Linked DNA regions of Mus musculus: regions 1 and 2 are each linked to region 3. Evidence: chromatin contacts called from public Hi-C and HiChIP or PLAC-seq data. All regions are on one chromosome and are shown on one strand. Each heading gives the region's core, a stretch centred on a gene start, on an enhancer-like site or on the middle of the called end of the contact. The rest is flanking DNA. Distances are from core to core; before and after follow the strand shown. Region 1 holds the start of 4933425B07Rik (RIKEN cDNA 4933425B07 gene). Region 2 overlaps 4933425B07Rik (RIKEN cDNA 4933425B07 gene). Region 3 has its middle 31 kb from the start of D330046F09Rik.

Evidence for each region. Hi-C and Micro-C count contacts between places; a contact is called where the count stands out from the background. HiChIP or PLAC-seq counts read pairs in DNA pulled down with a chosen protein or histone mark.
Region 1: a contact with region 3 is called in an H3K27ac HiChIP or PLAC-seq map of a colorectal cancer cell line, with 4 times the contacts expected there. The contact joins the promoter of 4933425B07Rik here to the enhancer-like site in region 3. A contact is called at or near these places in 8 of 484 Hi-C or Micro-C datasets (the HL-1 cell line, embryonic fibroblasts, liver and 4 more), 1 of 115 datasets of contacts at active chromatin or transcription factors (a colorectal cancer cell line) and 1 of 9 other capture datasets (embryonic stem cells).
Region 2: a Hi-C map of liver shows a contact between it and region 3, with 3 times the contacts expected there. The contact joins two enhancer-like sites. A contact is called at or near these places in 13 of 484 Hi-C or Micro-C datasets (cerebral cortex, cortical neurons, cranial neural crest and 6 more) and 3 of 9 other capture datasets (embryonic stem cells, embryonic tail and embryonic trunk).

Annotation. Positions count from the first base shown.
Region 1 is chr14:46,635,899-46,638,994 of GRCm38.p6, reverse strand. 4933425B07Rik (RIKEN cDNA 4933425B07 gene) reads left to right here and starts at 1,572. Exons shown (of 5, transcript NR_046460.1): 1 at 1,572-1,697.
Region 2 is chr14:46,603,799-46,607,139 of GRCm38.p6, reverse strand. 4933425B07Rik (RIKEN cDNA 4933425B07 gene) reads left to right here. Exons shown (of 5, transcript NR_046460.1): 4 at 1,897-1,953; 5 at 2,823-3,341. Among named protein-coding and RNA genes, the nearest start is that of Gm41146, 21 kb to the left of the region's middle. Within about 2 kb of position 1,774, at least 21 of the 459 cell types and tissues checked have an H3K27ac peak or open chromatin away from gene starts, as enhancers often do. A contact at or near this core is called in liver, where this site is marked.
Region 3 is chr14:46,702,650-46,705,959 of GRCm38.p6, reverse strand. No RefSeq gene overlaps it. Among named protein-coding and RNA genes, the nearest start is that of D330046F09Rik, 31 kb to the right of the region's middle. Within about 2 kb of position 1,584, at least 79 of the 459 cell types and tissues checked have an H3K27ac peak or open chromatin away from gene starts, as enhancers often do. A contact at or near this core is called in the HL-1 cell line, a colorectal cancer cell line, embryonic fibroblasts and 3 more, where this site is marked.

The sequences.
Region 1 (3,096 bases), core at 323-2,822, 67 kb after region 3:
GGGCTGAAGTACTAGAGTGAAAAATGTTTCTGTGATCAGGAATTTCTGTAAATTGAAGACATGGCCTTCAGTATTTAGATACTTAACCTCTCCAACTTCTCAAATACAGGCATGGCCTTTGAGGCACACACTTGTCCGAGTGAGATCTAGACCAGAGTGGAACATGCACCACGGCAGTGAGTTCAAGTAGAATTTTGGAGTGGCACCTGATGTTGTCACGAGTGTCAGGCTGTCTGAGAGTTCGTTCTGGAGGTAGGTGTACAGGTCAGGGGAAGAACAGGAGTTCCATTTCATTTGTCGGCAGATTTACAGGACCCCGCAAACCAGGAGCTGTCTGGTGCTTAGAGGCTGACCTTGTCTACCTGGTCCCTTGGGGAGAGGACCCCCAACTCCACAGACTAAAACCACTTTACATCTTCCTGATATTAGCAAACATTAGTGTGGGTCATTTTGATTCTTCACATAGCAGGGTCAAGGAAAAGCTAAAAGCAATTGCAACTTGCTAATGAGGACTATTTAATTACTTTGGTGTGTGTGTGTGTGTGTGTGTGTGGTTTAGATCAGAGGTACCTTCCCTGATTGTTTTCCACCTTATATATTAAAGCTGGGTCCCACATTGATCCTACAACCTGATGAGCCTGCTAGTCCAGCTAGCCAGTGTGACCCAGGGATCCTCTCTCCATCCCTAGAGCACTGGAGTAGATAGTAGGCTGCTATGCCTCCCTAGCATTCCCACGGATGCTGGGGATCCCAACTGTTTTTCGTATTTCCTGCCAACCAGTTTACCCAACGATCCATCTCTGCAGCCCTATGCTGGCATATTTTTCAGTAGCTAACCTATGCATGTTGAGATTGCCTACTTAAAAATATACTGGAGTAAGGAAGACTGAGACGAGTTCTCTGTCTAGACCCTCTGGGATGGCTAGAGGCTCACGAGGGGCCTGCATCCTCACAAGATGATAACTGAGGCCTTGTATTGCCCAGAGACTGAATGTGTGGCCCTTCAGCCTGCCAGACTCCTCTGTCAGCCCCTCCCCAGCTCCAGGCACTTTTATAATACCAGGTAAGAACTTGGGGACTCCTCAGGACCCCACTCTAACAGACACTGTCTTTTTACCAGAGAATATTTTTTTCAGACAAGGGTTTCTTCTCTCTGTCACCACCTAAGAGACTGGTGCAGATGGCCAGTAAGTTACCCAGACCCTACTGACCGGTGTGAATTAATCTGTAGGATGGCACTGAAGGACTCTCTAAAGGACAAAGAGGGAGGAAGCTTCAAGGAAGTTATTTGTAGTCACCTAACGTTGGGTTTGTTAGTTGAAAAGTGGTATATTCCTGGACAGATCATGCCACACCAGCACATTTCTCACTTTGGGAGGTCTTTCTTTAAAGAGGGGAAGTGAGAAAGAGAGAGAGGGGGGGGGAGGAGAGAGAGAGAGAGAGAGAGGAGGGCTATGGACTGGGGTTTGTGTCCTTTATCTGGGCCGTGATGTAGGTAACAAAGGTGATGCATGTGCAGGAGGTGTGTGCCAGTTGCTATGGCAACAGATGCATGAGGGTCCTTGTCGCCTAGGGATGATGTCATCGATAGATTCAGAGGCTGGCTGTAAACAGCTTCCGATGCTAACAGGGTTGAGGACAAGGAGGGGACAGAAAATAGAAATTGCCATATCATTCTCTTTAGAGTCTTGACCAAGGTAAGCCAGTAGGAAGGAAGATGTCTGGAAGCCTTCCGATGCCTCTCCTGTTAATAGAGATTCTGAAACTTGGGCAGTGGGTATGGGAAGAGGAGGAGGAGGAGGAGGAGGAGGAGGAGGAGGAGGAAGATGAGGAGGAGAGTTAGAGTGACCATAAAGGAAACATCTCTGCAGGTAGTTTTGAGCCGTCACCTATGTTGTGTTTGGCGACCTAGAACAACAACAGTGGATATTTCATCTCCTAACTCCACATCCAGGAGAGGTGTTAGAGGCAGTGTTGTACACAGCAGTCCAAAGCCAAGAATCAGAGAAAGGAGGACAAATGAAGAAAGAATTGGGCAGCATCCACCTCTGGGTCTTGGCACCCTGGCCTCCCCACAGTCACACAAGCCTTTCCCTAGGGCTCCAGCTGCTAACATCCCTCATAACTGGTCGTCCCACTTAAAATAATGAGTCTTGGAGTCCCTTGATGGATTCAATCATTTCTCATGGTGTGGTTCAGCTTTTAGGAAGAATAAATTGACATTTTAAGGCCTGCCTGGATTTATTGTAAACAGTCACTCCCCACTAAAAGTGGCCTGCCGTGTGACCCAGCGTGGTTTGGCCCAGAGTAGTTTGGCTAGGATGTTGGCTCCGTTATGGAGACACATTTGCCATTAAAATAACACAGCCACAAGGAAATACACCTCGTTGTTGGCCGAGTGCGTGTTTTCTTGGGAACTGGGAAGGCTTTCTCTCTGAGTCACCTTAGCTGTTCCTCTGAGTCATTCCAGTGGGGGAGAAGGAGGACAGGGCAGGGAGTGATGGGAAGGTTTGGCCTCCCAGCATGACTCAGCCCTTCCCTACTCTCCACCTAATGTATGACAGGTGCCCAGACCTCCTCAGCCTCAAAGATACCCCTAGAAAGCAGTCTTCTCATTGGCCAGGAGGGTGGAGACAGGTCTCCTTTGCTCAAGAGGTTTCTAGTATGTGTAGCATATGTTTCCCCACCCCGTCCCCAGCCCCCCAAGGCTAGTTTTCTAAGACTCCAGACCTGACTCTGTTTAAGGTTGGCTCTGGGTGGGAGTGACCTTTACTTGCAGCATCCATGGGCCTACTGCAGGCACAGAGAGACTGCCTGAACCCCCTGGCTTACTCATGAGGTCTCCATGGCTCTGAGCCTTCTTGGGTCTCAGTGGACCCTGTTGGCTTGTCCTCTTACCCTCCTTTAGCTTGCAGTCTCCCACAGTCTTGCCTCCAGATCTGACATCTGCTCAGTTCTGCCCATATTTCGATGTGGCCCAGGCTGGCTTCTAGCTTGTAACTTTCCTGCGTCAGCCTCTATGGTGGTAGCAGTAAAGGCATGTATACTATCCCTAACTCGCTATTATTATTATTATTATTATTATTATTATTATTA
Region 2 (3,341 bases), core at 525-3,024, 99 kb after region 3:
CTCCAGGCAGTGCCCAGCCCATGGAAAGACCTTTCCATCACCAGCAAAATGCTCCAATACTTTTTTTCCCTCCAGGAGAACTGATGCTCTTTTCAAAATATGATATTTCCATTTTTACTTCATGACAGGAAAGCTTGACTTGTGTAACAAGAAGAATGAGCCTTTGGGGGCCGCCCACACAGCTCGAACTTGGGAGTCCCAGCCAACAGCTTCAGAGGGGATTACAACTCAGGATTTACCTTTGAGAATAATTAACCTTCTGAATGTCAGTGACAGTCCAAGGGCACCTTAATGACCATTGTTGTTTTAGTTGGAGTGACAGAGAGAGGTTTGAGAGAGCTGTCGCTTCTTAACAGAATCTAGGCAAAAGCATACTTGCTTATTCATTCTGAAGAAAGAGGAAACTATTGCATGCTTTTCTATTTCTACATTACATACAAAGAAAGGTACATATTTACTCAGTGCCATATCTCCAGGGCTGGCACAAGGGTGGGTTGTTTGTTTGTTTGTTTGTTTGTTTGTTTCAACACGAATGTTTGGTAGACATTTGTGCGTACCAAATTTAGCAGCTGCATGGCATTGCTATAAGAAGCCCCGGAAAAAAGAGTTTCAGAAGTGTTGCAAACAAACTTTGGGAAGCAAAGTCTGGTCAGTTTATGTGTTTTAAATATTCTTTTCTGAAGTTTATGTTTCCTTTTTAAACAAAGACTTCCCAACAAGCCACTCTTATTTTAAGAGACCCCGCCAGTAGTTACAGCAGGACGCACAGGCTAATGCCGAGAGTGTTATTAGTAATGACCGAGACCTTTAGCCTCCTGTCCAGAGTTCTGTTTTACTGTAGCGGACTCCAATGTAAACTCGATCATGTTGGGCTATTTAGTAACTTATTAGTGCATCCATCTTTTCATCATTTGACAGGTGGAAGTAGTAGTTCGGTTTTTAGTTTTAATTATAAGGGATTCCAGATGTAGAACGCCACACAAATGAAAACCAGAGCCCCTCATAGGTCTTTTCAAAGCAGGCTGATTTCAAGGTATCTGCTTTTCATTTCAAAACGTTATTAAAGCTATTACTAAGAAATTCATAGTCTTAGCCTGTTCCAATAATTGACACCTTTAAACTGACTAAACAGATTTAGAGTGTGCAGAAAAGTAAATTTGTCTTAGAGAATGACCCTAATCATTTATTTCCATATAATGGACAAATGGGTGTCCGTGGAATTAGCCTGAGAGTTGATGAATGAAGCCAAAGGCTCCCTTTTTATAACACTGTCTTGGCCTCACCTTTGTCTCTAATTAGATTTCACATATAGATACTTGCCATTTCAGAGGACTTAATGACCTACGTTTACCTGCCGTGGTTCCTCCATTCAATTTTTTTTTTTTTTTTGGTCCGTCAGAACCAGAAGCAGTTTATTTTTATTTTCTTTGATAGGTAGTTTTGGGGTGAAGTCCCAGTTCACAAAACTCCCCACGAGCCATTTCCCAGCTGGTTATTCATTGTACCTCTTCAGAAAGAGGTTGCATAAACAGCAGAAATTTCCCGTAATTAGGATAGCTAGCTGGGCTGATAAATTAGAGAAAGAACTTGTTTGGCATAAACCGAGCCTGGTTCTGAGGCAGACATGTTCAGCTTTTATTCTCTGGAGTGTGGTTGAAAGGGTGAGAAGTTAATTTGGCAGCTTCATGGTTCATAATGCCCTTCCCCTCCCCCCTCCCTGCAGCCCCAGTGAAGTCCGGGATTGCTTTGCGCCTGCCCTCATACAAGGCAGGACCGTGACCCAAAACGGAACCCGTCTCCCCAGGGCACGCTCCGAGCAGCAACAGCTTGGCTCAAGTGTTTCTTATGAACAGCCGTCCTGAGCACTTGATCTAAATCATGCCATTTCCTTCACAGCATGGCACAGTTAACAAGTCACTGCACCAACACAATCTACAGATGGCAGTTCAAAAGGTGCGGGTCCCCCCAGCAAGATAAAGGGCAGGCAGTTCCAAGGGGGTGGGGGGATGCTCATTACGGGGAATGCAGGGGTGGGGGCACCTAGGAAGGGGGTGTGAGCTGGCCTGCGGGGTCCTCGTGGGCGCCCCCGCAAGGGGGTGCCTAGCTTGACTCTGAAAAGGCATGCGTGAAACTAGGGGAGAGCCGTTATTGAAGTAAAGTGCAAACAGCTTGCAGAGGGAGGCTTGCCTTGGCCTGGGAATGTTCCTTTGCAGAGTCAGGGCAAGGTCTCTGGGAACAGGATACTGCACCCATATGCTTCTTCTATCACTCTCTCAAGTATAGGGCAATTTCCAGAGTGAACCCCGAGACCTAGGGTACTCTAGGCAAGCACAGGCAACTCCTGGCCATGGGAAAGGCCCAGATCCCATCCAAAGAGGGCTAGGGCCTCCCTTCTTCACTGGCCTGTGCTCCTCCGCAAATTACATTAACGCTAATGTCCAGCGAAGAATCTACGAGACATATTGGGCCTTTAGACTTCAAAACAAGCCTAAATTGGAACCATATTGCGGGAATGCTTCTTAGCTAACATTTATATTACTTTAGTTACCAAATCCAGACTAAGTCCCGGGACTCGGCAGGGGAGGACATAATATATTAGGAACTAAGAGGAGAGTGTTCTATTCTTTTATAACTGTACAAAACCTTCCCTCACACTAGCGAGGAAATGACTACAAGGCCTTAAAATGAGGGTAGATAGCCCCCCACCCCAAGGCTGGGCCCCCATCACGAAGCTGCTCTGGAGGGTGAATGAAGCCTTCACTGGGATCTGGTATCAGACAGGTAAATTATAGACCTTCAGCTAGACTCCCTTCCCTCTGCAGGCATCAGACCCCAGCTGTATCTCGGAGTCTGGATCGGCTGCCAGTATCAACCTCTGTAAGCAAGTCTCTTAAGGAACTGGCAAGATGGTACCTGCCAAGTGTGTGAGTGCTAAGGAGAACGGTATGCAGTGAGAGCTGCTCCTCTCTGAGTTCTGCGAAGAGCTAAGGGAGATTTTTCCTTTCTGCACTTATTTCAACCAGAACACATCATTTGGGAGCACATTCCAGCAGCTCAGAAATTTCACCGGTGCTACTGTTTAAGAGCAGGTTGATGTTGTGGCAGATACAATGATCAAGGACCTCACAGGAAGGATTCACATCCCAGATAATGTCTGAGAGGATTCTGTTGCCCGACCACTGAGGTGGAGGCTGGATTGGATGTCCCTGCCGTTCTGGTCCCACCCTAAGCTCCTCTCATTTTCCTCGGTTTTTCACAGGACCCTAGCTTCCACCAACAGAGAAAGGTTGCTGGGGGTGGAGGGTAAAGCCGATAATGATTGATTGGCTGGACAGTTTAAA
Region 3 (3,310 bases), core at 335-2,834:
AGACACACTATACAAAGGGTGTATTTAGTCTACAAGTGGGAAGATGCTGCAGGCACCTGGCGCATAGGGCATAAAACAAATGTAGGGGAAGAAACTTGTAGTGATTCCTTAGAGCCATTTTCCCACAGACCCAAAGTCCTGTTCCTTCCCAACCTGGGGAACTCCTTCTGTTGATGCTGTATGAACATGGCGGACGGGGAGAGGGATTCCTTGCTGGTGCCGTGGGGCTCATGCCTTGGGGAATGAGAACGGTTGCTCACCATCTTCACACATGGTAACGGCTGGGGTTCTTGAGGGAGCAGTTATCAGAGTGTGTGCCTCCCAGATTCCACAACAACAGGCTACACTCTTGGTAAGTGAATTCTGCAAGAAGCCTGCTTGGCAAGCTTGTATACACACACACACACACACACACACACACACACACACACACACACACACACACACACCACACACCACAGACCACCCCCACAAGTATCTTTCAACTCTCAAAATTCTTCACACGCCTTTTTTTTCTTTTTCCTGATAAGAGGAGCAAACCACTAAACAAACAGGGGAGGTGCATGTCCTTTAGGGTCTGTAGTCACTTTTTTTTTTTATTAGATGTTATGTATCTGTGGATCGACTCCATTGTGATCCAGCGATCTGAATCTGCACTTGCTTACAAGTCTGTTTTTACAGACTGTGGAAGAACAGAGTTTTAATTGCTTGCCGAGGAGAGCGGGGATAGAATCCTCCAGGTAAATCTGGTATATGTGTCAGATTAGTTTTGCCTAGAGGAAACGCCATGTCTCAGCGTCTTATACCCCTAATTTATACCCCCTTATAACTGTGATTACCGTGACGTGGAGTAGAGAGATGCGGTGAATGATTCAGGAGGCTGGCACGGGAGGGTCACAAGTTTGAGACCACCACCACAAGAAAAAAAATGTAGTTCTCAGAAATTGGCTTCTGAGATTAAAGGGGAAACTATATAACCTTACTGGTTAATATTTCATAACCAGTAAGCTTTGGATGGGGGGGAAATTGAAGAAAACAGAACAAAGTGTGTTTGGCAGACTTCTGCTGTCTTTCCTGCCTACTCAACAAGCTCAAAGGCAAGGACCGTGTTTCTCTTGGTGGCTGCTCTCTCTAGGGAGGTAGAGTTGTTTTGTATAATTCAGCTGACATTACCTTAACTTCGGGACACTCACCTTGGAAAACAAACAGTTTGATACCCAGAAACATCTAGAAACTTCCCAGAAAGCAATGATCTTAGCCTGTGTTAGAAACAAACCAACAAAGCTTACTCTTCCTCCTCCCTGCCCCCACTCCTGTCCTCCAGGCTCCAGAAAACAAGTTTGTTGAGCAGGGAAGGGAAATGCCTCCAGCCAGCCAGTCTGAAGACAGGAATGCTGGGCAGGAGATCCGATCCACAATCGGAAGGGTAGAAGGGGCCGATAAGGCTGCATCAGTCACCAAAACAGGTTTCGGAGGTAAAGTGAGGAGGGCCAGGAAATTTGCGATAGGATCGCACTGGGCTGTTAAATCCTGGCACCCAGCGCAGGAGTGGTGACTAAGAGACACTATTTAAACAACAGAGTTTGCGCAAGCGCAAAGGCTCCCTAGCCAAGCTCCTGTGTCAGATCCTCCTGGAGCTTCTGGTCTCTCAGAAAGTACCACGTCTGTGGTCAGTGTCTGCACTGGGGCTGGAGATCAGCTGTGTGTTCATCTCTAAACATTTGAGTCTCTTTTCTAGGAGTACACCCCCCCCAGCCCCCCACTCCAGCCTGCTCCCTGACCCCCACATCCAGGCTGGTCTTCAATTTTCAATCTGCCTGCTGATCAGCCTCAACTGTTGGGAGTGAAATGAAGGTTTTCTGTGGCCCACTTCCCTTCGAGCAGAAGTAGACTGACTTTGGTTAATATCAATACAAGACACGTAACTACGTTTCTCTTGCTTTCTCCTCTTTTCTTGGAAGTACGTTTTTCTGGGTAGAAAGACAGCTTTGGACAGTTGTGCATTTTTCGGTCTCTGGAATTTTAGTATATGGTCCAAACCAGTCGGACTGTATGAGCTGGGCGTGGTGGTGCAAACCCTTAGTCCCAGCACTGGGGAGGCAGAGGCAGGCGGATTTCTGAGTTCGAGGCCAGCCTGGTCTACAGAGTGAGTTCCAGGACAGCCAGGGCTATACAGAGAAACCCTGTCTCGAAACAACAACAACAACAACAACAACCAAACAAAAAAACAAAGAGAGAGAGAGAGAGAGAGAGAGAGAGAGAGAGAGAGAGAGAGAGAGAGAGAGAGGCCAGTGTATCAGGACGTCACTGTGCCTGTCACATTTTTTTTTCTTGGAGTGTGTATATTAATGTGGCCACACATTGCGTATGGTGGGCGGGGACACCCTCAGGTGCTGTCCCCTCCTTTCTTTTTTCCTCTTCAAGACAGGTTCTTTCACTGGCCTGGAACTTGTCAAGTAGGCTGGTTGACCAGCCAGTGAGCCACAGAAGTCCACCTTTCCCGCACTCACGGCCATCCCAGCCTTTCTTCACCTTTGTGTGGGTACTAGAGACTGAACACAGCAGCAGGGTCTCACGCTTGCAGGGCAAGCACTTTCTGGCCGCGTCCACCAGGTGGAGGATTCTGACAGAGCGGACACCTGTTTCAGGGTGTTCTGATTCTTGTTGGGGGAGCTGGGTGGCCCTAAGCATAGCAGACCCTACAAGGGAAGCAATCAGGTGCCCACAGCAGGAGCCTCCCTTGGCCAGTAGGGGTGATCAAAGAATGGAAAGCCAGGGCCAGCACTTTTTTCAGTCCCATCGGTCTATGGTGAAATCTCAGGCGTCCGGTGTGCTTGACTCCCAGATCGAATCTTCGGAAGAGGCTGGTGGTGTGCCTGCTTCGGGATCCAGAGGCCAGCTCTCTGGCTTTCCCCTGGGAGAGCATGCCCAGGCTGGTAGGGTTGCAGTGTGGCTTAGAACCAGGAGAGAGTGCGCCCCCTCGGGAAAAGGGAGAGCTGTAATTCTCAAGAGTAGCGCTAGAGGTCGCAGCTCGAAAGGAAAGTGCCACTCAGACTCCAATCTGACCTCAGCCCCCCCCCCCCCCTGTTTTAATCTCTGGAGACTTTCAGGCTTTCTGTGCTGTTACTCTGAGCCATGGCGCTTTTCTGTATTTGAGGGTCACTCTCCAGGCAAACCTAATTTATTCTCCCTGTCCCACTGCTCCTCACGGTAGGAGAGGCATGTTAGGTAGAGGCATGTGAGAAGCTCTGCCTCTCAGAGAAAGGCAGAACCCCCTTAAGGGGACACTTTTGTCTTCCTGCATTCCAGG